3 separate regions of the Ovis aries genome follow, and regions 1 and 3 are each linked to region 2. A link is a contact called in public Hi-C data. All regions are on one chromosome and are shown on one strand. The core of a region is the stretch at or near the end of the contact, and the rest is flanking DNA. Distances in the headings are between cores, read along the strand shown. Region 1 has its middle 150 kb from the start of PLEKHG7. Region 2 has its middle 150 kb from the start of BTG1. Region 3 overlaps LOC121819090 (a long non-coding RNA gene).

Region 1 (3,945 bases), core at 702-3,201, 250 kb before region 2:
CTCTGCCCCAGTGAAAAACATCTACTTCTGCTTTATTGACTATGATAAAGCCTTTGACTATGTGAATCACAACAAACTGTGGAAAATTCATAAAGAGATGGGAATACCAGACCACCTTACCTGCCTCCTGAGAAACCTGTATGTGGGTCAAGAAGCAACAGTTAGAACTGACATGGAACAACAGACTGGTTCCAAATAGGGAAAGGAGTACATCAAGGCTGTATATTGTCACCCTGCTTATTTAACTTATATGCAAAATGTTTGTGTGTTAGTCGCTCAGTCGTGTTCAACTCTTTGTGACCCCATGTACTGTAGCCCACCAGGCTCCTCTGCCCTTGGGATTTTCCAGGCAAGAATGCTGGAGTGGGTTGCCATTTCCTTCTCCAGGGGATCTTCCCAACCCAGGAGTCAAACCCAGGTCTCCTGCATTGCAGGCAGAGTCTTTACTCTCTGAGCCACCGGGGAAGCCACAGTACATCATGAGAAACTCTGGGCTGGAAGAAGCACAAGCTGGAATCAAGATTGCCGGGAGAAATATCAATAACCTCAGATATGCAGATGATACCACCTTTATGGCAGGCAATGAAGAAGAATTAAAGAGCCTCTTGATGAAAGTGAAAGAGGAGAGTGAAAAGTTGGCTTAAAGCTCAACATTCAGGAAACTAAGGTCATGGCATCCGGTTCCATCACTTCATGGCAAAATGATGGCGAAACAATGGAAACAGTGAGAGACTTTATTTTCTTGGGCTCCAGAATCACTGGAGATGGTAAGTGCAGCCATGAAATTAAAAGATGCTTGCTCCTTGAAAGAAAAGCTATGACCAACCTAGACAGCATATTAACAAGCAGAGACATTACTTTGCCAACAAACTGTCTAGTCAAAGCTATGGTTTTTACAGTAGTCATGTATGGAAGTGAGAGTTGGACTATAAATAAAGCTAAGTGCCAAAGAATTGATGCATTTGAACTATGGTGTTGGAGAAAACTCTTGAGAGTCCCTTGGACTGCAAGGAGAGCCAACCAGTCAATCCTAAAGGAAGTCAACCCTGAATATTCATTGGAAGGACTGATGCTGAAGCTGAAACTCCAATACTTTGGCCACCTGATGAGAAGAGCTGGCTCATTGGAAGAGACCCTGATGTTGGGAAAGATTGAAGGTGAGATGAGAAGGGGACGCGACAGAGGATGAGATGATTGGATGGCATTACTGAATCGATGGACATGAGTTTGAGCAAGCTTTGGGAGTTGGTGATGGACAGGGAAGCCTGGCATGCTGCAGTCTGTGGGGTCTCAAGAGTGGGACATGTTTGAGCAACTGAACTGACCTGAATGATCTCTGGGAAGACATGCTTAAATGCTGGAGAGGAGCAAGATTTATAAAGGGGAAGGACTATGTTTCTCTGTGTTTCTTTAAATTTTTTTAAAGTCTTGGGATGACTTATTAGTGTATGTACATGACAGAATAAATTCAAGTGTTTCTGGGACTCTAAGACTTTGTAAATATGGAAATTTTAGGTAGGTCTAAAGGAATATGAGGAAAGTTGGATAAAGAGTCTCACAGGGTGGAAGTAAGTTAAAGATTCTGCCTTTCCCTGTTTAAATAACATTCACTGGTTTGAAATTAAAATTGTGGGAACTTGGGAGAAAACTTTAAACTCAAGAGCGAGATGTCTGTTTTAATATTCAACACAGCAAGTTGTGTCTATGAGGAGATGAGTAATTTTTGGATGATTTTTGTGTTTTAAAACACTGTATTTGGTAACCCTGTTATAAGCTTTTGGGTATCTGCTGTACTCCATAAAATAGCTAAAACAGTTTGGATTTTTTTTTTTTTAATGGCCAGAGCCATTAGATGCTGTAGCACTTGGATCTGATCCATAATGCTTCATAGTCTAACAGCAATCTCTAGAGCCCAGAGCCCTGGGACTGATTCCAACCAAACAGTAGGTCAGCACTGGAAAAGAAAGAAGCTGTTGCCCAGATTGCCACAAATGGAAATGAGAGAAGAGAAATGCTTATCAGGGTAAATAAACTCAAAGCCTTATTATTAGGAAGGGAGCGGCAAGGGAGCAGGAGAAATAGACACAGGGCTGACATTTACTGAGGACTCACTCCATGTCTCACTTATTGTTAAATGCTTTTATGTCTTATAGTAGTTCACCTGCTGCTGCTGCTGCTAAGTCGCTTCAGTCGTGTCCGACTCTGTGCGACCCCATAGACGGCAGCCCACCAGGCTCCCCATCCCTGGGATTCTCCAGGCAAGAATGCTGGAGTGGGTTGCCATTTTCTTCTCCAATGCATGAAAGTGAAAAGTGAAAGTGAAGTTGCTCAGTCGTATCTGACTCTTAGCGACCCCATGGACTGCAGCCTACCAGGCTCCTCCGTCCATGGGATTTTCCAGGCAAGAGTACTGGAGTGAGGTGCCATTGCCTTCTCCAAGTAGTTCATCTAGTCTTCACTAAATCCTAAAGGTTGTATTATGTTCATTATTACAGATAAAAAAGCTGAAGAGAGAGGTTATGAAACTTGCCCAAGGTCACATAGCAAGCATATGGTGATGTTTGTTAACTCAGGTGACTGACTCTGCCACAGGTAGGTATAATTTAGGCGGGTTGTCATTAGTGTCTGCTGTAGACCTGTAACAGTTTAGATCAATGTACGGTGGCCAAGGGTGATCAAATCATCCTGTTTTCTGAAGCTTCGAAAAGTCAAGGTAGAGAATTCATGGAACCTTGATCATCAGAATTATTGATACACTCTTGGCTTTATTCACTCATTCAACAAGTATTTATTGAGGTCCATCTACATGCCAGGTACTGAGCTGAGTAATGGTCCCACAGCAGGAGATGCAATTCTTGTACTCAGGAAATAGTAGACAAGAGGTGAATACATTCATGTTCACGAAGGGACTAGTTCAGTGAGTGGAAATATCATGTTATCCTGATGTACCAGGTTGCCATGGAATTAGATGCACAAGTGACCTGAATATTCTGGTTACTTACATAGACTTTACAGAAGTGGACCTGGCCTCACTGCATGGCACATCCCCAGATGAACATGCCCTCATCCGTGGGTTGTTTCGTCCATGGATTTGCTGCTGTAAGATTGTCCTCCTCATCCTTCTCTGTATATGCCACTCACCCTGCTGGTCCTTCAATTTTTTTCCTAGTCTTTTCCTCTGGGGGACTTGCTTGATTCCACTGATAATAAAAGGAAAGTAGTAGGGCATTTCCGTAGGGCTGTACCATCTCCATTTGGGATGGGAGTAGTTTTCAAGAAAGGGATTTTTCTTCTTTTAAAGGTCTTTTAAAGGTCACAAGAGATTTAGAATGCCCTTGAAAACATACAGATAAATTATAAGCTTGCAAATTAATGTAATAATATTTATTTAATAATCTATCAAACAATGCTGAATGTTTTTAAAGGTATATACATTATATGCAGAAAAAACTTATAGAAAAAGACCAGACCCTGAGGAGAAGGCTGGGATTGCAGCTGATGGCCAAATGGGATTTTGTCTAATTCATGCTATTATAAAATTTTATCTGGATAATATATTTGCATATTACTTTAATAATAAAAAATAATACTATGAAAAGAGGTAACTTGAATGGAGAGCAGCTAGGGAGCTCTTGTAATAGTCCAGAAAATAGATGGTTAAGACCTGAAATAAAAATGAAGACAGTGTTGCGTAGGGATTGAGAATCAGAGCTCTGGTTCTAGACTGCTTGGGCTCAAATGCCTGCCCTGACACGCACTAGCTGTGTACCAGCTGGATAGATTACCTAACCTATTGTGTCATGGCCATTTCATCTATAAATGAATATGTAAAAAAAAATAACACCTACTCATAGGGTTGTCATGATAATTAAGTGGCTTAGTCTGTGTCAAGTGCTTAATACAATGGTTAGTAAGTCCTCTGTTAATACTGGCCACTATTTTAGA
Region 2 (3,785 bases), core at 746-3,245:
CACCTAGAGCTGAGAGTTAGCTAGCTGGCTGGAACAGAATCCCTAAGAGGTACGTGAATGAAATCACGGGAGACCATGGTTACTGATCAAGGGACACACAGAAACCTAAGGGAAACGTAATTTTGTTTTACTTTTGAGGTTCATGTCAAGAAGATCTTTCACTTTGTGACCAGGGCACTGAGACTTTTTTTTTTTTTTTCAATTACCTGTAGCTTAAGGGGTTTTCATGCTGCATTAAGTATCTGTGGTGTTTAAATAGCATTATAGCCTATTAAATCCACAACCCAGAAAATAAGGAGCTAGATAGACACAAAAGAGTAATTCGTAAGAACAGTTTTTCATAAAGTTATTTCTCTATAAAATAGAAAAAAGAAAGCCTTTATGTAAAGTCGGAATTTGGGTCTTTGAGCCATTGATAAGTGGAATATAAAGGGGAAATTTTTTCAACTGTTTCTACCTAATTTCCTCTGTCACATGTTTTTGGCTTCTTATAGCAAATGTGTCTGTGGCATTACATATTCAAAGCATTCGTAATCATTGCCTTAGAATTCATGACTTCTTACTTTCCATGCTGAAGTTTGACCACACCTGTGTACCTAGGGTGCAGTGAGAAACCTTCTCATTGTGATAAAAATAGCTTCAACCAGGGGCTGCTCTAATTTTGCTTGGCTTTGGTCTTATGAAATGACTCACTTAACACTTTTTAAAACTTCTCCCCACATATTGAATAAATAAAATGTAACTGAATCACTAATTTGTAGTAACTAACTGTACTAACTAGCTCTCACTTGGAAATATAAAGATTGCAAAATTTTATGCTCTAAAATGAATCTATTTTTTTTTAATGGGCCCTTGGAAAGTCACCATTTGACTTCTGGACACAGTGTTTCAGATTCCAGTGTTAATTTTATTAAGCAGTATAATCAGAAAGTCACTTGAATCATCATGTAATAATTTGTGCTTCTGGACCTTAATAGTTGTTATGGCTCTAAGAACTCAATGTTCAGATAATTATTCCAACAAAAAGAGAAATAACAAACTCAGTGTTATTCAGACCCCAAAGTAACTCACTTTAGTGATTCTTATTTTTTTTTAATGTAATCTTAAAGAGAGAAAATAAGGAACTAGGCATTTTTGGAGACTTCCTACAACAATGGTGAGTTGGTAACTTTGAAAATTTGAAAGGAGGTAAGAGACATTTTACTTACTCTTACAAGTACATAAACTTTACAGGAAGAGGATAAAGCTCCTAATTTCTATAGATCTTCACTCTACTCTTTAACAAAATTGAATTAGTTGAGGGATCTCACCATACACTATGGAGAATAATTTATGTATAATGTAAACACAAAAATAGTAAAAAATATTCAGGGAATAAACCCAAATATCTACAGTGTCACAACACCATGTATAATATACAGCATCCATCACCTTTCCTTTTAAAATCCCATTTATTAGTGTTACTTTTTCTGGTCTAAATGGCATGCTTGCATGATCAGTCACTTCAGTCATGTCCAACTCTTTGTGACCCCATGGACTGTAGCCCACTAGGCTCCTCTCCATGGGATTCTCCAGGCAAGAATACTGGAGTGGGTTGCTGTGCCCTCCTATAGGGGATCTTCCCGACCTAGGGATCGAACCCACATCTCCTGAATCTCCTGCATTGCACGTGGATTCTTTACCCACTCAGCAACCAGGAAAGCCCAGTCTAAATGGGTCTCATATTCATCTATATGAAAGCTTTCTTAGATTACAGTTTCACATTCTTTTGACAAATAGTTAATGAGTACCTCTTGCTGGGTTGTGTAGAGGATGATGAACATGGCTCAGCATTCAGATTGCTCACTGAGTAGTTGCAGAGATAGAAATATAAGCTAATAATTGTAACTGTGAAAAAATGTTATGAGAGAATGCAGTGTTATGGGGTCCCAGGATAAGGAAGGTACCATTTGGGCCTCTCCCATTCTCTGTTGACTCGCTCCTCACAAGCTTTCATACTTACCAGGCCTCACACTGTTCTCATCCAGGACAACAGTGACTCCCACATTGCTGAATCTGGGTCGTGTCTTAGTCTTCATCTTGCTCAATATGTCAGTGATATTTCACACAGTTGCTCATTTCCTCCTTATTGGAAGGCTTTCTTCACTTGGCTCCTGGGAGGCCACTCTTGCTTCACTTCCTGTCTCACGGTCACTGCTTTTAAGTCCTCTGTGCTGACTCTTCTTCATCTTCCCAAACTTTGAACATGGTGTACTTCAGAACTCCGTCCTTGAACTGTTCTCTTCTCCCTTTTCTCTAAGCTTTCCTACCTCATTTCAGGGCTTTAAATATCATCTACTTCAGATAACTCCCCAATACCCACCCCTACCATGATGTTCCCATTGAATTCCAAAGCAGTTATGTCCTATAACAGGCTACCTGAAATTTCCACTTACGGGTTTAGCAGGTATCTTGCACATAACATAATTTTTTTAAAATCTTGATTATTCCCACCCAATCTGTTCCTTCTATCGTCTTTGCCATCTCGATAAATGGAAACTTCATCCTTCCAGTTCCTCAGGTCAAAAGTTCTTGGCATCATCCCTGACTATTTCCTTCACATTTTACCTTGCAGCTTAAAATATATGCAAAACCTAAAAACTCTTAACACGTCCCCTCTTGTCACCCTGGGAAACTTATGTCACCTGGATTATTGTAAAATGCTCTTATCAGGTCTTTCTGCTTTTATTCTGGCCTCCCTGTACTCTATCCTACACGTGGCTATGGGAGAGATCTTGTTAAAATACAAGGCAGATTATTGCAGTCTTCCGGTCTCTACCCTTCAGTGGATTCTAGCCTTATTCTAAATGAAAATTATAATCCTTTCCATGGCCCCACGAGGCCCTACAAAATTTTGCCCATCGCCGCCTCTCTGAGCTCATCCCCCCCTCATTCACCTCACTCCAATCACACTGGCCTCCTATCACTTCCTCTAAGACACCAAGAAGGCTCTGCCTTGAGTCCTGTACTTGCTATTCCCTCTGCCTGAAATGCTTTTCCTACCACTACCCCACCCCCCTTCTATATCCACATTAACTGAATTCATGCTTTATTTTCATCTCTGCTCTCATGTTACTTCATCCGAGTGGCCTTCCTCAACCACTATTTAAAATAACATCCTCAGGACTTACCGGGTGGTCCAGTGGCTAAGACTCCACACTCCCAGTGCAGCGGGCCCAGGTTCAATCCGTGGTCAGGGAACTGGATCTCACATGCCACAGCTAAAGATCCCACATACTGCAACTAAGACCCAGCACAGCCAAATAAATAAATATTAAAAAAATAAATTAACGTACTCACTCACCTACCCGCCCTTATTTTTCTTTATCCTGGTTCCACCTGGCGTGAATGCTGTTGTTTGCTACTTGTTCATTGTTCATTTGCTTCCACTAGAATTTAACATCTATCACTGTTGAAAATGTCTGTTTTTTCACGGTTGCATCTCTAGATCTTAGAACAGTCTCTGGCATCTAATAATCTTGCAATAAAGAAGGAATTTTGATGAATTAATATATTGGAGCTGAGATAAAAGGACAAAGGATCCCAGGCAGAAGAACCAGCACCTACAAAGGAATAAGTTGGGTCTATTTAAAACAAAAGTGAGCAAACTGACAGCTTGGGGACCAAATCGAGCCTGCCACCTGTATTTGTCAGTAAAGTTTTGTTGAGGACATCCCTGGTGGTTCAGGGGTTAAGAATCCACCTGCCAATGCGGCGGACATGGGTTCAAGCCCTGGTCCAGGAAG
Region 3 (3,670 bases), core at 946-3,445, 210 kb after region 2:
TTGCTTTTGATTGTCCATTTCTTCCCATTGGAATACATGCTTTATGCAGGCAGATTTTTTTTTTTTCCTCACTGTGTTTTGTTCATGGGTGAGTCTTAAGAACTGAGAACAGTGTTTATAGCATGGTGGGCTCTCCATAAATACTTACTGGATGCACGTCGAGATATTCACTTGTTCCTGATTTCATGACCACTGTGTCCTGTGAATCAGAGAAGCTCACTCAGGCGATCTTGCTGAAATCTTCCTGATGCCCTTAGTGTGCCATGCTGTATTCTAGATAGCTTGGGAGCGGCCAGGCAGTGCGGTGGGCGGGCACCTTTCAGCAGGGTACTCCTTGCTCCACAAAGTCTACATACAGATCACTCACAGAATTTTCTCTAACTTTGTGTGGAGCCAAGAATCTTAGTGTTCATTTCCACCCATCACCTGAGCACTCTCCTTTCCAGTTTCTTCCTCTGCAGAAACATGTTTCTAGATCTCTGCTTAGTCCCCTGAAGCTCACCCCTGGGAAATATTTCTGTGCCATGATATTTATTATACCAAAATTTAACTTTTCCCTTTCTTATTTTCACTTATCTGGTAAGACCTTTGAGTTTTGGTGACTGAAAATGTTTATATTTAAAAGAGTGTACTATCAACAATATTTGGCATAGCAGAGTTACCAGATAGATCCTGTTTTGTCTAAGTTTACAGCTTCTTTTATTCTCTTAGATAGGCTAGCTTACTTTACAAACATGGGCTGACAGTTTCTTGCTCTTTTCTGTCCAGGTGGAGGAATTCAAGCAGAGAGCCCAAAGCCTGTGTGCAAAGAGCTCATGATTGCAAAGGAATCCAAGGACCTTAGAGATGAGAGTTACTCATTTTATGAGAGAGAAAAACAGAGAGAGAGAGACATAGAAAGTATCCAAATGTAACAAGTACTGTATGGTCGTTGTCTGACCAGGAAACTGCAGAGCAAAGCTATTACTCCTTTACCATTCCTGCATGGAAGTTTCATGGAGGTTTGAAATTCTGTTGCTCTGGTGATGTACTGCTGCTGCTGCTGCTAAATCACATCAGTCGTGTCCGACTCTGTGTGACCCCATAGACGGCAGCCCACCAGGCTCCTGTCCCTGGGATTCTCCAGGCAAGAACACTGGAGTGGGGTGCCATTTCCTTCTCCAATGCATGAAAGGTGATGTACTAACTAATGTGAAAAGATTTTGCTTACAGTTACTGTGTGACCTTTGGGGATAGTTTGTAGAGTCACTGGTTAACTAGGTCAACTCTATCCATATGGTATCATTATGGTCATTATGCCCGGAGGGGAATAGCAAACTAGAAATCAAAGCTAGAAAGAAAAGTATTGAGGTAACATTTAGTCTCTGCCTGCCTGAGGTGACCTGAGCTTCTGCACAGTGGCAGCCATACCTAGAATAGGCAAGGAAGGCCAAGGTCAGAACAGCAAACTGCTCCCTGCTACTACTTCCCTACTAACCTCACTCGAGATCTTAGATATAAAACAAGCTTGGTTTTCAATTTTCCCAGCTGCAGAAGCATCAACTTAAGCCTCCTTTTAGAAGGTCTGCGTCTTGTTTCTCCAATATTACTTCAGAAAAAAAGCAGATCATTTATAAGTCTTTTAATCAACCCATTAGATGTTTTCCTTGGTATCTGAACAGACAATTACCATGAATTCCTGAAGGCCAAATACATAATTGTGAACAAAATATTGAAGACAGTTTCAGGTTTCATAACTTGAATTTGGGGATAATTGTTTCCATGTGTTTCCTGCTGATGAATCAACCTATAGTCTTTTAATAGGTTGATTTAAAACATTTTTTTTTTCTTTTCACAGTTTTGTTTTTCTATTACATACGTGTTTCTCTTTATCCCACATGAAATATTCCGTTCTCCAAGAGAATTCATGAATGGGAAAGAAGAGAGGACAAAGCAATGAAGTGCTGAGCATGGAGTCAGTCGGGGCAAATTCTAAGGCCGTTCACACAGGAAGGAACAACAGGGGTGGAGTGTGGGCCTGGTGCTAGCACATGGTGGCTGAGTCATGTGGGGACTAGGGTTCCACACTGGGATCAGAAGCTCTTGGCAGATTAGCGAGAGTTTATCTGTGTTTTCTGAAGTCATTGGGATGCCTAAACCACGCCCTCTAATCACACAACAATATCACATCCCATGACTCAACTGTTAAGACTCTTTTTGATTCATGATCATTATTGCCCCATAAAGATCATTTCCTGAACTGTTTATAGTTTAGAAAAAGGCTTGCAAGAAGGTTGAATAGTACAAGGTAGCTTCTAGAGTTAGTTACTTCATTCAGCATCCACGTATGGAATACCTGATATGTATTGGCCCTGTTTGGTTTTTTTTCCTAGGAACTAGAGATAGTAATGGGTCCCCTATCCATGAAGCTTACGTCCTAGTGGTGGGTGGGGAGTGGCGCAGATGGACAGGCGGCAGATAAGCCAATAAGCAAATATGGTGATTTCTGATGGTAATGTTTACCGAGGAAATAGACCTTGGAGTTATGATTGCAAGTGATGAGAATGAGGTGGAGGTGGGGGAATTCCAGGCAGAGGGAACCGAATATGCAAAAACCCAACAGCAGACAACAGTGACTTCCATCCTTGATTCATCAGCCTCAAAGGGTTTCTGGGAACAGTGGGAGAAGTTCGGACACCACCAGGGCCCTCCTGTGAGTCGTTTCACATCAAGGGAAGTACAAGTGCCCCAGGCAGCCTGGCCTCAGCTAAGTACAAAGACCATGGAAAGAGGTCAATGGAAATTCACCCATGTCCACTTCTTCATTTTACTAACTTCACCTCTCCTTTTAGCTCTAGCCACTTCAGAAAAAAAAAACAACAAACAAACAAACTCTTCTTTAGGGCAGCTGCATACACAGTCCCCGGGGAAATGCCGAATAAAAGTGTTTGAGGAACTTGTGTAAATAATTGTGTGAAGTGATACCATAATTACACTGGGTTTAGATAAAATGCTTCATTAGGGGATGGTGCAGAGAAGGCAATGGCACCCCAGTCCAGTACTCTTGCCTGGAAAATCCCATGGGCGGAGGAGACTGGTGGGCTGCAGTCCATGGGGTTGTGAAGAGCTGGACATGACTGAGCGACTTCACTTTTCACTTTCGTGCATTGGAGAAGGAAATGGCAACCCATTCCAGTGTTCTTGCCTGGAGAATCCCAGGGACGGGGGAGCCTGGTGGGCTGTTGTCTATGGGGTCGTACAGAGTTGGACACGACTGAAGCGACTTAGCAGCAGCAGCAGCAGCAGGGGATGGTGAGCTAGAGTCCATTAAGCCAATGATCTCAATGGGGGTGATCCTTCCTCACCCACAGGGGACATCTAGCAAAACTGAAGATCATTTTAACTCATAACTTGAGATATCAGGTATCTAGTGAGTAGAGGCCAGAGAGGTTTCTGAACATGCAACAGTGCACTGGACACGCCCCACACGATTACCTGATCCAACACTAAGCGCTGAACTGGGGTTGTTCTAGTTCTTCTTGCTACCGTGAATTTAATCCTCCACACCAGTCTTCCAGGGTTTCAGGGTACAGAGGAGGTTAGGCACTTCTGAAAATTGCTAATCTTCTAGGTCTATCATGTATGCGTGCTTAGTTGCTCCAGTCAAGTCTGCCTCTTTGCGATCTTATGG

Evidence for each region. Hi-C and Micro-C count contacts between places; a contact is called where the count stands out from the background.
Region 1: a contact with region 2 is called in a Hi-C map of tail adipose tissue, with 3 times the contacts expected there. The contact joins two enhancer-like sites. A contact is called at or near these places in 3 of 16 Hi-C or Micro-C datasets (omental adipose tissue, skin fibroblasts and tail adipose tissue).
Region 3: a Hi-C map of tail adipose tissue shows a contact between it and region 2, with 3 times the contacts expected there. The contact joins two enhancer-like sites. A contact is called at or near these places in 2 of 16 Hi-C or Micro-C datasets (skin fibroblasts and tail adipose tissue).

The regions. Positions count from the first base shown.
Region 1 is chr3:128,930,632-128,934,576 of ARS-UI_Ramb_v3.0, reverse strand. No RefSeq gene overlaps it. Among named protein-coding and RNA genes, the nearest start is that of PLEKHG7, 150 kb to the left of the region's middle. Within about 2 kb of position 1,951, at least 11 of the 54 cell types and tissues checked have an H3K27ac peak or open chromatin away from gene starts, as enhancers often do. A contact at or near this core is called in tail adipose tissue, where this site is marked.
Region 2 is chr3:128,685,076-128,688,860 of ARS-UI_Ramb_v3.0, reverse strand. No RefSeq gene overlaps it. Among named protein-coding and RNA genes, the nearest start is that of BTG1, 150 kb to the right of the region's middle. Within about 2 kb of position 1,995, at least 6 of the 54 cell types and tissues checked have an H3K27ac peak or open chromatin away from gene starts, as enhancers often do. A contact at or near this core is called in tail adipose tissue, where this site is marked.
Region 3 is chr3:128,476,301-128,479,970 of ARS-UI_Ramb_v3.0, reverse strand. It overlaps LOC121819090 (a long non-coding RNA gene), which reads left to right. Exons shown (of 5, transcript XR_009600206.1): 4 at 1-3,670. Among named protein-coding and RNA genes, the nearest start is that of BTG1, 61 kb to the left of the region's middle. Within about 2 kb of position 2,195, at least 13 of the 54 cell types and tissues checked have an H3K27ac peak or open chromatin away from gene starts, as enhancers often do. A contact at or near this core is called in tail adipose tissue, where this site is marked.